Linked DNA regions of Mus musculus: region 2 is linked to region 1. Evidence: chromatin contacts called from public HiCAR-type data. All regions are on one chromosome and are shown on one strand. Each heading gives the region's core, a stretch centred on a gene start, on an enhancer-like site or on the middle of the called end of the contact. The rest is flanking DNA. Distances are from core to core; before and after follow the strand shown. Region 1 overlaps Cfap61 (cilia and flagella associated protein 61). Region 2 overlaps Ralgapa2 (Ral GTPase activating protein, alpha subunit 2 (catalytic)).

Region 1 (6,170 bases), core at 3,471-5,970:
TCATGTATGTGGGTATATATATATATTTTCTGCATGTGTGGCTGCGTACCATGTGCATGCATGACATTTCATTACCATGAGCATTCCTGATGTTCACAGAGGTCAGAGGAGAACATCTGATTCCCCTGGGACTGGAACTATGTTCAGTTGTGAGCTGCCCTGTGGGTGCTGGGAATTAAACCTTGATCCTCTGGAAGAATAGCCAGTGCTCTTAGCCTCTGAGCCATTTCTCCAGCCCCTCTACCTTATTATTATTATGGAGCTTGCCAGCTCAGCCATACTGACTGGCTGCAAGCTGTTCAGATCCACCTGGCTTTGCCTTCCAGCCCTGGGATTACAGGTGCCTTCTGCCACGTCTGGCTTTTTATGTGGGTTTTAGTGATATAAACTTGGGTCCTGTGTTTGTATAGCATGCACTTTACCCACTGAGCTATCTCCAGGGCCCTCTACTATATTCTTAAAGCAACCCTCCCATTCTTTTGAGCACAGCTTGCTCAAAATATAGCTAGTCTCTCTCTCTCTCTCTCTCTCTCTCTCTCTCTCTCTCTCTCTCTCTCTCTCTCTCTCTCACACACACACACACACACACACACACAAACAAAAACCACCCTTTGAAAGTACAACTTACTTTTAAATAGTAGGCAGGGGTGGATCAAGCCAGTGGGCTTAAATAAGAATTTAAACTTTCAGGTGTCCCGATACTTGGAAAAGCATAAATATCTTATCTCCATGGCAATTGGCTACCCAGGAATTCCTAGGGAGGATATTGTATCTGTTGAAGAAAAGAAAATTGTCAAAGTAACTGCCATTTCCAAGGCTCTACTTGACAGATGTGCAGAGTATAGAAATCTATGTATTATTGAATAATTCTTTTTAATATGCCTAAGAATAAGCTATTTGTAAGCCTGTTTACATTCTCACCATCTGGGTGCATTCTGTCGTCCATCTGTTTCGTGTAATTATGTAATTATCAATATAAGGAAAGAATAGGTGATATAATTAACAAGAAAAACTGGTCCACACTGAAGAGGGAAAAAATGGCATGCATCTGCTGAATGGCTTTTTGTTTCTTGATCTTCATTGTTAACCGTTGTTCCCCACCCCCACCCTTCAGGAGTCAGGAAAACTGTGCCATTCTCTCTCTCTCTCTCTCTCTCTCTCTCTCTCTCTCTCTCTCTCTCTCTCTCTCTCTCTCACACACACACACACATACACACAAACACACTTATGCAGAAAGCAGACTTTAAAAGTATTACTGGAGCCAGCACCACTGTGGAGATGCCTCCTTGCTGTTGCTCGTGACTTTTTCCCCCCTGGGATAGAGCAGACAGTCATTTCCAGAAAATATAGCACGAACAGCTAGAGGTCTAGGAAAGTTGTAAATTAATTAGTGACAGATGGAAGGGTAGGGTGAGTGTGTGGCCTCTCACGGAACATTTGTTAGAAAACAGCTTTGGAAAAAATTCCCATACTTTTGTTGTTGTTGTTTTAATGGTAAGGCTCAAGCAGTATATGTCATTTTAAAATAGGACAATGAGTCCCACTGGATTGAGTTAACTCCTACATGATGCCTCTAAAGTTCACCCTTGAAGAAGTCTCTTTGTGTCGTGGAGACTTGCGGGTGGACGCATGGAACTCAGACCACTTGGTTACACAGTGAAGACTCCCTTAGTCCTAAGGACAGCTATGGAGAGAGAGAAGCCTCTCAACTCTAAATACGTCTCCATGGCTTGGGGTGCTTGGTAGGCAGGCATATTCATAGGATTGCATACTGATCTCCTGTGACTCCCACCCTGTCACCAACTTCAGCTGTTGATCTCTAATTCAGGTCAACAAAAGATGGCCGCTTCTCATACAGGCTGCCCAATAGCACCAGGAGCCAGTACTGCAGATACCTAGTCTTAGCCAGATCATGGATGTCAACCCCAAAACATAGAAAAAAAGAAGAGGGGGTGGGCCCCCTTGATAGTCACTATTTAAGGTGGAAGCAGGAGGTCTCAAAGTTTCCTCCACTAATTTAAAATTCATCTAGGAACAGGACCCAAATCCCAATTTCCTGCTGAGTTTTCCTTTTCTTTCTTTCCTTTTTCTTTCTTTCTTTCTTTCTGTCTTTCTGTCTTTCTTTCTTTCTTTCTTTCTTTCTTTCTTTCTTTCTTTCTTTCTTTCTTTCTCTCTCTCTCTCTCTCTCTCTCTCTCTCTCTCTCTCTCTTTCTTTCTTTCTTTCTTTCTTTCTTTCTTTCTTTCTTTTTGGTTTTTCACGACAGGGTTTCTCTGTGTAGCCCTGGTTGTCCAGGAACTCATTTTGTAGACCAGACTGGCCTCAAACTCAGAAATCCTCTGCCTGCCTCTACCTCCCAAGTGCTGGAATTAAAGGCATGCGCCACCACTGCCCAGCATTCTGCTGGGTTTTCAAGAACAGCTTTCTCTGACTTTCCCTGGCAGTGGGTAGTGGGCGGGTGGGGTCTGCCTTTCAGAGCGTTTTTGATAGGTTATAGGGAAGAGAAGAGTGGAATCCATGAGTTGCAATCCAATAAAATTGTACAGGCTTTTAGAGTAACGGTGCTCACGAAAACATCAAACCCTTACAAGGCAGGATATACGTCTCCTAGTCAGTCAATTCTTAATTTGAACCCAGGACTGCCTGCCTGCCTGTCTGCCTGCCTGTCTGTCTGTCTGTCACCTATTTTTTCTTTCTCCCCTAGGTAATGCTTCACACTCACAGTAGGGCTTAGCTCATGTCCTCTCCCTAGGTGACAATTTTACATGTTGAGATTGTGTTGAAATTTTATTCTAGAGCCTCACCTTCTGTGTCCTGTGTCACCTTGTGTGTCCCTGGATGTCCCAGTCTGCAGCTGAGCTTTACCAGCTAAAGGAAGAACTTCCCCAGGGCAGCGCTGGCTTCCCCACCTTCTAAGTTCCACATCCAGCAAGCCAGTAAAGTTCCCACCAATGCTTCTCTTTGTTCCATTCAATCAAACACTATTATTCTTTGCTAAACCCTCCAAAGAAACAGTAACCGCCCTCCTTCTATCTGTAGTTTTTTCATTATTAACTCAAAGCAATGGATACTCATAAGACAAACATATAGAAGAAAATCACTCGCATGTTTGGGGACATATTTCTAAGGGAATAGGACTGGGGACAAATGCAGCTCAGTTACTCAAGAGATTTTGTTGCTTTGACTTTATACTCGGGTCCTTAATCCACAATTAAAGGCGTTTAATTGCAACCATAACTGATGAATCCATTAAGGTCTTTAAAGGGAATCATACCATTTAATCCCCAAAGAACCTTTCTTCTGCCATTTATGGTATTGAGAAAAGGTTTAAACAATTATTTTCTTTTCACAAAACATTTCAGCTACAATGTTTACTATTTAACAAAAGAGCATAAAGCAATTGTTCTTCAAGATGAAATTATTTTTAAAGCGCTATTTACATATACATAGTCATGTTCGACCTAAAAAGTAGAAATTTTGGGGGATCCTTATATTCTGTACTGAAACAAAAACTGTTAACACTTAGACTGAATGGCTCCCATTCAACCCTCAAAAGTGGCATTAATTTTTCAAGTGGTAACTGTTGCTCAAGATGCTATTGTGCCTGCGCGATAAATGTTTAATGATTTGGTAGTACATGCATGGCTTAATATCCATTATTTATTGCACCTTCCTTTGCTCGCCTGGCAAAGGTGACGATTTGAAAGCCCTGGCAGTCACGCAAACACATTTATATGAAACCAATGGCTGATAATAAATTTCCTTACTGTAAATGTCAGTGGGTTTCATGTGTTGCTGACATTACATCTTGTTTGGAAGCTGAAGGCTACACAGTTAGGGGACTCGCCAGATGGTGTCATTAACGGGAATGCTGGGACTGTTTACCACTGACATGCGTGTGAGAAATTAAAAGTACGTGACCTCTCTTTACACCAACCCAAGTGAGATGTTAACGGTGATCGGGTGTTAATTATGGTACACTACTGTCCCTGCCTCCTGCCAGCCACTCCAAAGGATTGTAGGAGATTGGGGGGGGGGGTTGTGTTTGAGCAAAAGCAGGAATTTTCCTGAGGATTCATGTTTGATTTTGTGTTTCTGATGTGAGCCTTCCCGGAAGTCACACCTGCTACCACATAAGCATTAACCCTTGAGAGCCCCAATCCAGCTCCCACCAGGACGGCTAGGCACAGGGAAGCCTTTGTGCTAATTAATTATGGAATATTGTTTTCACTGTTTGGTTTTGTTTTCAAAACTCGGGGTATATCAAACACTTAACTTTGGGGAGAGAGGAGTTTCTACTGGGAACAGGCAATTGGCGGGCCTTAGATAATGTCAGAATCGTCAGGAATTAATTCCAAGAGGAAACAGGTGGGAATTTTTAAAAGCAATTTCTTTCATGCTGGGGGCTCCCTGTTTCATAAGAATTAGCAGTGGACTGAGAGCCTTCTCTTCCCCCGTCAGATGTGAAATATCTGGCCCGCTGAATCAGCCTGGCACCTTCTGTTAAGAAGCCTCTTTCACTTTTGTTCACAAGAGCCACTCCCATTTATTGTATCCTGCCTTCCTTCCCGTTGAGGTTTCTGCTTAGCTGCCCGCCAGCCTCTTTTCATTTCAATTTAAAAAGAAGGTGGATTTGTTTTACTCCTCCCTCCAAGCCCTCCACTTGGACCAAGAAGCAGTTCCATTGATTCTGACCAAATTCCTTTGAACTGCATTTGTAGCCTTCGCACACTCCGTTGGAATGTTCAGAAAAGCCCATTCTTTCAAAACACCCATTGTACATTGCTTGTACAATAGCCCGAGTGAGCCTTTTGGTATGCAGAATTTTAAAGTCGTGTGAAAGAGAATCCAAACCATTGTTCGCACTGGGATGAAAGGAGGCACCCTAATTTCTTGAGACAGAATCAGAGATACAGTTGGATGTCAACAGAAGTACCGAGGCTGATTGAAAAAAAAAAAACGAGCCATGGGCACAGAGGCACACACTAGACCTTAAAAGCAGTCACGTGTGTTAGCCAGTTCACTGGACATGTGTGTGTTGGAACATACCCAGGAGCAAAACTAAAGAAATGGTGAAAGAAAGCAAGATTCAAAGCAAAACAAAACTATACCTAGAAAGAGCACTCACTTGCACAGAAAGTCTCAGAATAAGAGCGTTGTTTTCAAGGGCTGTCATTTTGTAGCAGATGCCCAGGGGCTGAACCCAGCAGTGCAGGGCCACTTGCCCAATGTGCACCAAACAGCTTATTCTCTGCAGGAATAGAGTTTTCATTTCACTCTGGCTTCAGAGATGTGCCAAATAACACTGGCTAATGGGAGGTGATGAGGCACATTCGGTTGGCCCTCAGCCCCCCCTTCCCGCTTCTTCCTTAACTCCTGTTCCTTTTCCTTGTGTTTCCCTCTATGCTTGCTTCCTATATTTCCAAGAGTGCCAGCTCCGCCTTTGGAGAGACCTAGTCTGTGAACTTACATTTAGAGACGGACTGACCTGCGTGTTCTGTTCAGCCTCGCTCTGGCTCCCCCTCACCCCCAGTTAGTTCTCTCCTTTGTCTGCCTGGAGATACTCTGTTGATTTTTGTAAAGCCAGCTCAGCTGTCACTTTCTCTGGGAATCCTTCCCTGACTTTTCCTGCTATCTTGGGCCAGCTGATTCCAGGGCTGTCCAGCTGAGTCCAGAACTGCCTGCGTCCCAGAGCACAGTCCTGCCTACTCTACCGACACACAGTCCCTGGGGCTAAATGAGTTCCTTTAATCCTGTGCCTTTTGAATGCATTCACTCACAGTAGTAGCTTCCCAACACACTGCCCCCTCACATACACTGCATCGCATTTGTTTGCCTGTGTCCTCACCTCTCAAGGCTCATTCATACCTCAGCACTTAGACCAGTGCTCACTCTATGCCGCTGTTGTAGTTAGCTGGTGAGCTAAGCTTTGAGCTAACAGATAAGATCTGTGAAGAGCTTCTCCACATGGCCACATAAGCAGCCCACATTCATATATACTTACCATTTCCACCAACAAGTTAGAGTGGCTTTGTGGCTAGCAATGCTGAAACCAGGCCCCAAATGGAGTTACTTATGTTAAAAGTCCAAATTATCAAACTAAGCCCTAGGCTGCTTGTTTAAAAGTCCCAACTTCTTAAGAAACCAGCTGAGCGATGATAGCTAACTCCCA
Region 2 (6,405 bases), core at 1,993-4,492, 240 kb after region 1:
CACACACACACACGAATGAAGCTTGTATAGCATTAAAGAAGATGGAAACCTCTAGTCAAATGTTCTCAGGGATCTCTATAGAACAGATGGCAGGAATGAACACTGAACATGAGTTGTTGGGGCTTATGAGCTAAGGCTAATATTCTAATATTCCCCAGCCCATAGATGTCTCTTTACAAAGTTTTTTTTTTTTTTTACTATCAACAAACAAAGTCAAAATCAGTCAAGCTTGGAGGAACTTTCTGTTTCACAGAACTATTAAACAAAAGGTTAAAAAATAACAAGTCTATTTAATCCCATTGCATTAAGATACTATTTATATCTTAGTAAAAGCAGGACAATTTTATGCTATAAAATACTTCACATCCTTTCAAAATCCATATTACTGAGCATACTTCCTAATATGAATCCAGACAGACTTCGGAGGCAGTCAGTGGGTCCAGGGCAGCACCCAGCTTACTGGGGGGGGGGGGGGTGCTTACAGTCTAATTTCCTTTTCTTCCTCTGAACAAAAACAAGAGGTGCAACTTTATGTCCACAATGATATGCTGTTCTCCCAATGCAAGCTCACCAAAACTCCTCCAGGCTAGATGTACTTAAGTAAGCAATTATGATTAGTGTCTGAATATATTTTTGGAAAACAAAGTCAACAAAACCTTGTGAAATGTCTAGCCTAATGAGACTTGCAAAATAAACTGATGAAAATATTAATGAGAGACACACTTAGGCGGAGTCACTCTTCCCTAGTGGAACTCCCTCCATCCTCTCATTCTGGTTTGTAGTTTGTGTTTGAAAGACCCAGAAGAACCACTGGATGCTGACTAAGGCCTTTCCTACACCCTAGAATAAGCCCTAGTGGTGAAGAAGGCCCCACAAGAGCAAGGCCACTCATCTCCTCAACCTATAGTAACGCCAGGGCCACAGACACGTGCTGGAGGAGAAAGATAGAAGCAAACTCCCAAAGCTCCCACGGCATGCGTGGCGGGACCTGGGAACAAAGGTGTTTTGGAAGCCAGTAGGGTACAACTACTTCTGATTAAAGAGAATGAGCTAGAAGCCAGATGTCCCCTGAAGCCCAGCATATGTCTGCTCACTTGTTCATGCCCTTATATGATGTTTATATGATGTGCACACTTTATCAAGCCTTTTCCTTCCTCTAGGGTGAGGACAGTCACAAATGGTGACAGGTAAGTTTGTCCTCTGCAGTTGATGTACTCATAGGAGAAAGATGCAACAATTAAATGGCAGGAACTAAGAAAAAATATGAGGTAATACTGCTCAAGGAACAGAGCTTAGTATTTACAACACTTTGTAATAAATAGTCTCTGTTTAAAAAACAGAGACTAAGGAAACAGAAGGAGCTAAGAAGATTCTAGGTGGAGGGATGGGGCAGACAAGAGTTCTAGGCAGAGAATGTAGTTCTCAAGGCTGCCATGTTTGTGGACTATTAGAAAGATTCTGGATTTTTCTATACTATGGAGGGTTTTGAGCTAGATGTTTTGATTTCTGCCTGAAGGAAAAGTTTCTGCTTTCTCGAAAGATCTTCAAGGATAACAGAAGTAGTGAAACTAGGAGGAGGCTGACACATGACAAGACTGGGCTGGGGCCATGCCGTATGAGTGGGAAGAAACTACACCTCAGTTACATTTTAAGGATAAGCTTTTTGCATACACTTCATTCCGTAACAATTAGCAATAATCTGTCTGGGGAATTATTTTCCTCACTTTACAAATAAGGAAATGGGTAGAGGTAAATTACTTGTTCAAAACCAAAGAACTAGTTACCAGTCTAAAACTGAAACCCAATTTCTAAGGCCAGTTCTCATACATGCCTGAAAAATGTGGCTACTATAACAAAGACACTTTGAAATGTGCCCAGCATTTATTTGTAGGAGATGCCTGCCGAGGATGAAAGGCAGTGCCTTGCACTCTTTCCTACTAGAATTGTCACTGAGAATGAGCACTTGACCTCAAGAGGAAAGCGGGAGGGCTCAGTGGTAAGAATGAGTATGGATAGCATGCATGTGGAATGTGGGATTTCCCCAGGAATGCAAAAGTAACCCCCAAACCTGACCAAACACTCGGATCCAGTTCTATGATATTAGTGATGATACTGCAGAACATGAGTTGTAGACGCAGGCTTTACATTCCTTCGTGTCTGTTTTCAGATAAATGAAAATGTACTATTCTAGTGTGCCATTGCTGGTGACAATCTACTTGAATAGTTACTCCACCTGCCGGTTCAGCTCTCTCTGCCTTTCTGACCCCCCTCACCCCCCTCTGTCTCTCTCTCTGTCTCTCTGTCTCTGTCTCTCTCTCTCTCACCCCTAGGATGGCCCTGGAGCTCTAAGACCTAGATGACCTTCTATGACCTTTCTGACCCAAGCAGTGACTGCAGGGCATAGGATTCCAGAAAGGAGGGAGTGGCTAAGAGTACAGAAACTCACCTCCAATGTAGGTAAGTGAAGTCCTAATGGTGGACAATCCGCAGGAAAGAGGGTGGTAGGAAATACTTCTCTCATCCAAAGTCAAGCACAAACCATGTCTCTGACAAGTCTAGAGCACAACTCAGGTAATTTAAAGTCTCTCCTGATACACCTGTGTTTTTTTTTTAATGTATGTAAATGTCACCATATATGTTTATCCTGCTGGGCATAAATTCTATTTTCAAAATTAACAAGCACATAATAGTTGAAAGCTCTTTAAAGATGTACAAGATTTTATAAACATGCTACTTCAATTTAAAACAAATTTTACTTTTCCTCTGATAGCCATAGTAACCTCAGTGTCTTGGGAGTATACATTTATTTTTCCTGACTTCAATTAATTTAATTTTAAATGTGTTAAAAAGAATAAAACTCCACATATCCTATTTGTTTTCTCATAGCCAAGCTGAACACTCAGCAGGAGAATATAATGTGATGACAGTTTCCATCTTCTTTGGGGAGAGAGTTATGAGTCTTGGGTGTGAGAGGCTCAGCACAATGGAGAGTGGTAGCAGCTCCCCCATCGGCTCTCCGCCTTCTTTAAAGTCCACAGAGGATGGCAGTTTGGATGGAAACCCCAAAATCTATTCTGTCCATCTGTTTTATTATTCTTAGAACAACTGTCAAAAGTTGCCCAGGGATCAAGTTGCAAACGTACTAATTTGCCTTTGAAAAGTGGGCCCTGGGGGAATTCTGGAACTCTGCTTATAAATTCAGAATCCCCCCAGCCAGCCTGCCTGCCCTACCCTTTGTGGAGGTATGAGACTTTGCACTTCCAGGCATACATCTGCCTCAAGGCCTGGATGCCCTGATAGACTTACATCCCACTTCATAGGCAAATGAAGGGGAACCACAGGGACTTGGCATCTTAAGGGCTGGCTTGTTCCCTGACAAGCAGACTGAGTTTTTTAGGAGGCAGCCCCTTCATTGATCATGGGTGGATGAAAGACCAAAGCTTTGTACTGGAGGTTTAAAGGCGTGAACGTGGCAAAGGGATACCCGTTCTGTACTCTTTTATATCCTTGGACCAAACAGGAGATAGGAGCCTGAAATGAAACACTGAAGAAATAAGCTGAAGATAAAAAACTGTAAGCCACTGAATGTGGTCCCATTTGTTTTTGTGGCTATGGTGAAACAATAAGTAAAAGACTGTCTGGACACACAGACTATCAGATGTGGTCTTGTCAGGAATTACAAGGCATAACTAGAGAGTGGTCTATGCTAAAATATTGGGGCATTTAGGCAGCATGCTACTCTGCTCAAAACTAAAGCAGCTGCCCCTTCCTTAAGCTGGCTGTGTCTAAGGCATGAGCAAACACAATACACAGATGGTAGTGCATGTGGGCTCACTGGATGTAGGAAGATGAGGGAGCAAGGCCAGCACTGATCCTCCTACTGACCAGCCTTCTCCACTAGGTCCCAATGGTCTGTAGCAAAAAGCTTTCAATATATAGAACCACAGAACCATACCTGAAAAACAAGATGTTTCAGAGCTCTGAGTTTCTCAGTACTAGAGAAAACTAAAAAAAAAAGAGGCCCCTTCAAGGCTCACATGATGGCATTTGGATTGTATTTACTCAGATTATCAAAAAAAAAAAAGTATTCGGTTTTGATTAAAAAATTTCCTTGAGCATGTTGCAAATGGCTGTGGCAGGAGACCTGCTGGGAGCCCACTGCAGACGCACAGAAGGGATCACCAGTTGGACCTGCTGCTTTGTCCTCCTTTGGCTTTGCACAATCTCTTATTATAATAAGGCATGTATTATCCTTTTTAGAGATTTGAATAACAGAAAGTCTCACTTTCAAAATACTGCTTATAATCCCAGAGTCTACAATGTTTTCTGTTGATGCCGGACTTTTCAAAATGGGATAGATAATTAGTAAACTGAAATTTGATTAATGTTGGATTAAGATTCTGATGCTTCCCTGAGATGTGTTGTTTCAGTCCGTGGTCACTGGAAGAGACTATCGTTAGGAAAATGGTTCCCTCTGTCTTCCAGAGTAAAAAGATGAACTTCAAACCTTGTCTTTTAAATAAAGAAAATTCAGTCTGAATAAGTCAGATTTCTTTCTTCCTTTTTTTCCTCCTATTTTTAAACCTTTTCTTTGTCGCTCTGAAGTTGGAGCCCACGAACTACTCAAGAAAGCACGAAATAAAACAGAAATACAAGTCTTGTTCAGGGTGAGACCTTCCTGCTTATGGTGGGTCACTTGGCACACAGGGTTTTGACAGCCTCTGCTCTCTGCAGGCTCCAGCGCAGACTTTTGGGAAAGGAAAGAACTCTGGAAACAAAAGGTCTGTCTGTCTGGTATAGACCCCAGTCACTGAAGTAACCGGTTAAATAATATTCCATGAAAACACTTAATTATAGTACTTTGTGCTTTCAACCATCAGGGTGGGGCTTCCCTCTTGTAGGTTTGCTGGAGTTATCTAAAGCTAGATGACGACCATTTTCATGAGCAGTGGTCAGATTATTATTCCCTGTGTTAAAGTTCATGCTGTTCTACTGCTGAAAAGTGTGGAAGAATTAGAAATGATGGCTCTCTGTGAAGCAATGTCATTCCCCCTAACTGTAAATGCTGAGACTCTGTCATTTATGGAATGACCTTTTGCTCTTTGAATATTTAGACATCAATAAATGCCAAAAGCCTAGATATGCTCACAGCATATGAGGAAAGTAAGCAGGGTCAGCAAACACCCTCTAGCATGCCTTTGGTATGACAACCATTTCCACTATTCTAACAGCTTTTTAATAGCAAAATGTATTTAGGAACAACAGTGGAATTTATGTCATCATGACCAAATGATTACGGTGCAAACCCGAGATTCTTCTGGGGCCCAGCAGGTTTCTGGTCCCTATGGAAACGAAACCTCGGACATTGTCTTCCACTCAGCTGGAGGACAAGGCCGGGAGGCTTTTGTGCTCAGTGAGATTTCTTCCACAACCTTCCTGCAACAGACCCTAGCGCTTCCTCCCAACTCCTTTCTAATTGAGATGCAAATGCATCTCTCTGGCTGATTACACTTCCCTTAAAGCAACTGACGAATGCAGCTGGAGCCGGAGTGTGCAGACTCTCCAACAAGTGATTTCAGCTGTCAGTATTTGCATGCTTGGCCTAGACCAGCCTACTGCCTACTGGTCTCAGAACTTTCTTTGGGCATTGCAGGCATTTTTATTTATGTGCGTAAAATTTACACACATTAATAATTTAAAAAAAAAAACCCGCCCCAGCAACCTACACATAGGGCCCTAGGATCTGGAACAACAAAATGCAGTGCTTTCTGGCCATTTTCCTTTAAGCCTTAACTGGGGCTGTCAGTCCTTCCTTCCTGAAGGTCTAAGCTGTAGTGGTCACAGTAGGTCGGTCTCTCCTTGTAAGTTTTCAGACTTTAAGCATCTTTCAGCTCAATCTTTCTCCCTAAATACTCATGGCTCTATGAAAACTGATCTTTATGCTGCTTTCACATCACTCAAGAGTCTATTAATTTCAAAACATAAAGCCCCTCAATAACTTTTAGGGGAGATATCTGAAATCTATCAAACAATCATGTACAAGGGCTGAACCTAGGACTTTACATGTTAAGAAAGTGCTCTACCACTGTGTTGGCTTGTTCTATGTCAACTTGACAAAAACTAGAATTATCTGAAGGGAGGGAATCTCAATTGTGATGAATCCATAAGATTCAGCTGTAAGCCATTCTCTCAACTAGTGATTGATGAGGAGGGCCCAGCCCATTGTAGGTGGTTCCATCCTTTGGCTGGGTTCTGTAAGAAAGCAGGCTGAGCAAGTCATTAGGGGCAAGCCAGTAAGCAGCATCCCTCCATGGCCTCTGCATCAGCTTCTACCTCCATGTTCCTGCCCTGTGTGAGTTCTTGTACTGACTTCCTTAGGTGATGAACAGGGATATGGAAATCTGA

Evidence for each region. HiCAR-type assays count read pairs that join an accessible place to other places.
Region 2: a contact with region 1 is called in a HiCAR-type map of embryonic stem cells, with 2.3 times the contacts expected there. The contact joins two enhancer-like sites. A contact is called at or near these places in 3 of 484 Hi-C or Micro-C datasets (the C10 cell line and embryonic stem cells) and 3 of 115 datasets of contacts at active chromatin or transcription factors (embryonic stem cells and large pre-B cells).

What each region holds. Positions count from the first base shown.
Region 1 is chr2:146,058,006-146,064,175 of GRCm38.p6, forward strand. All of the region lies in intron 17 of Cfap61 (cilia and flagella associated protein 61), which reads left to right. Among named protein-coding and RNA genes, the nearest start is that of Gm34629, 38 kb to the right of the region's middle. Within about 2 kb of position 4,721, at least 79 of the 459 cell types and tissues checked have an H3K27ac peak or open chromatin away from gene starts, as enhancers often do. A contact at or near this core is called in embryonic stem cells, where this site is marked.
Region 2 is chr2:146,297,024-146,303,428 of GRCm38.p6, forward strand. All of the region lies in intron 38 of Ralgapa2 (Ral GTPase activating protein, alpha subunit 2 (catalytic)), which reads right to left. Among named protein-coding and RNA genes, the nearest start is that of A930019D19Rik, 41 kb to the left of the region's middle. Within about 2 kb of position 3,243, at least 14 of the 459 cell types and tissues checked have an H3K27ac peak or open chromatin away from gene starts, as enhancers often do. A contact at or near this core is called in embryonic stem cells, where this site is marked.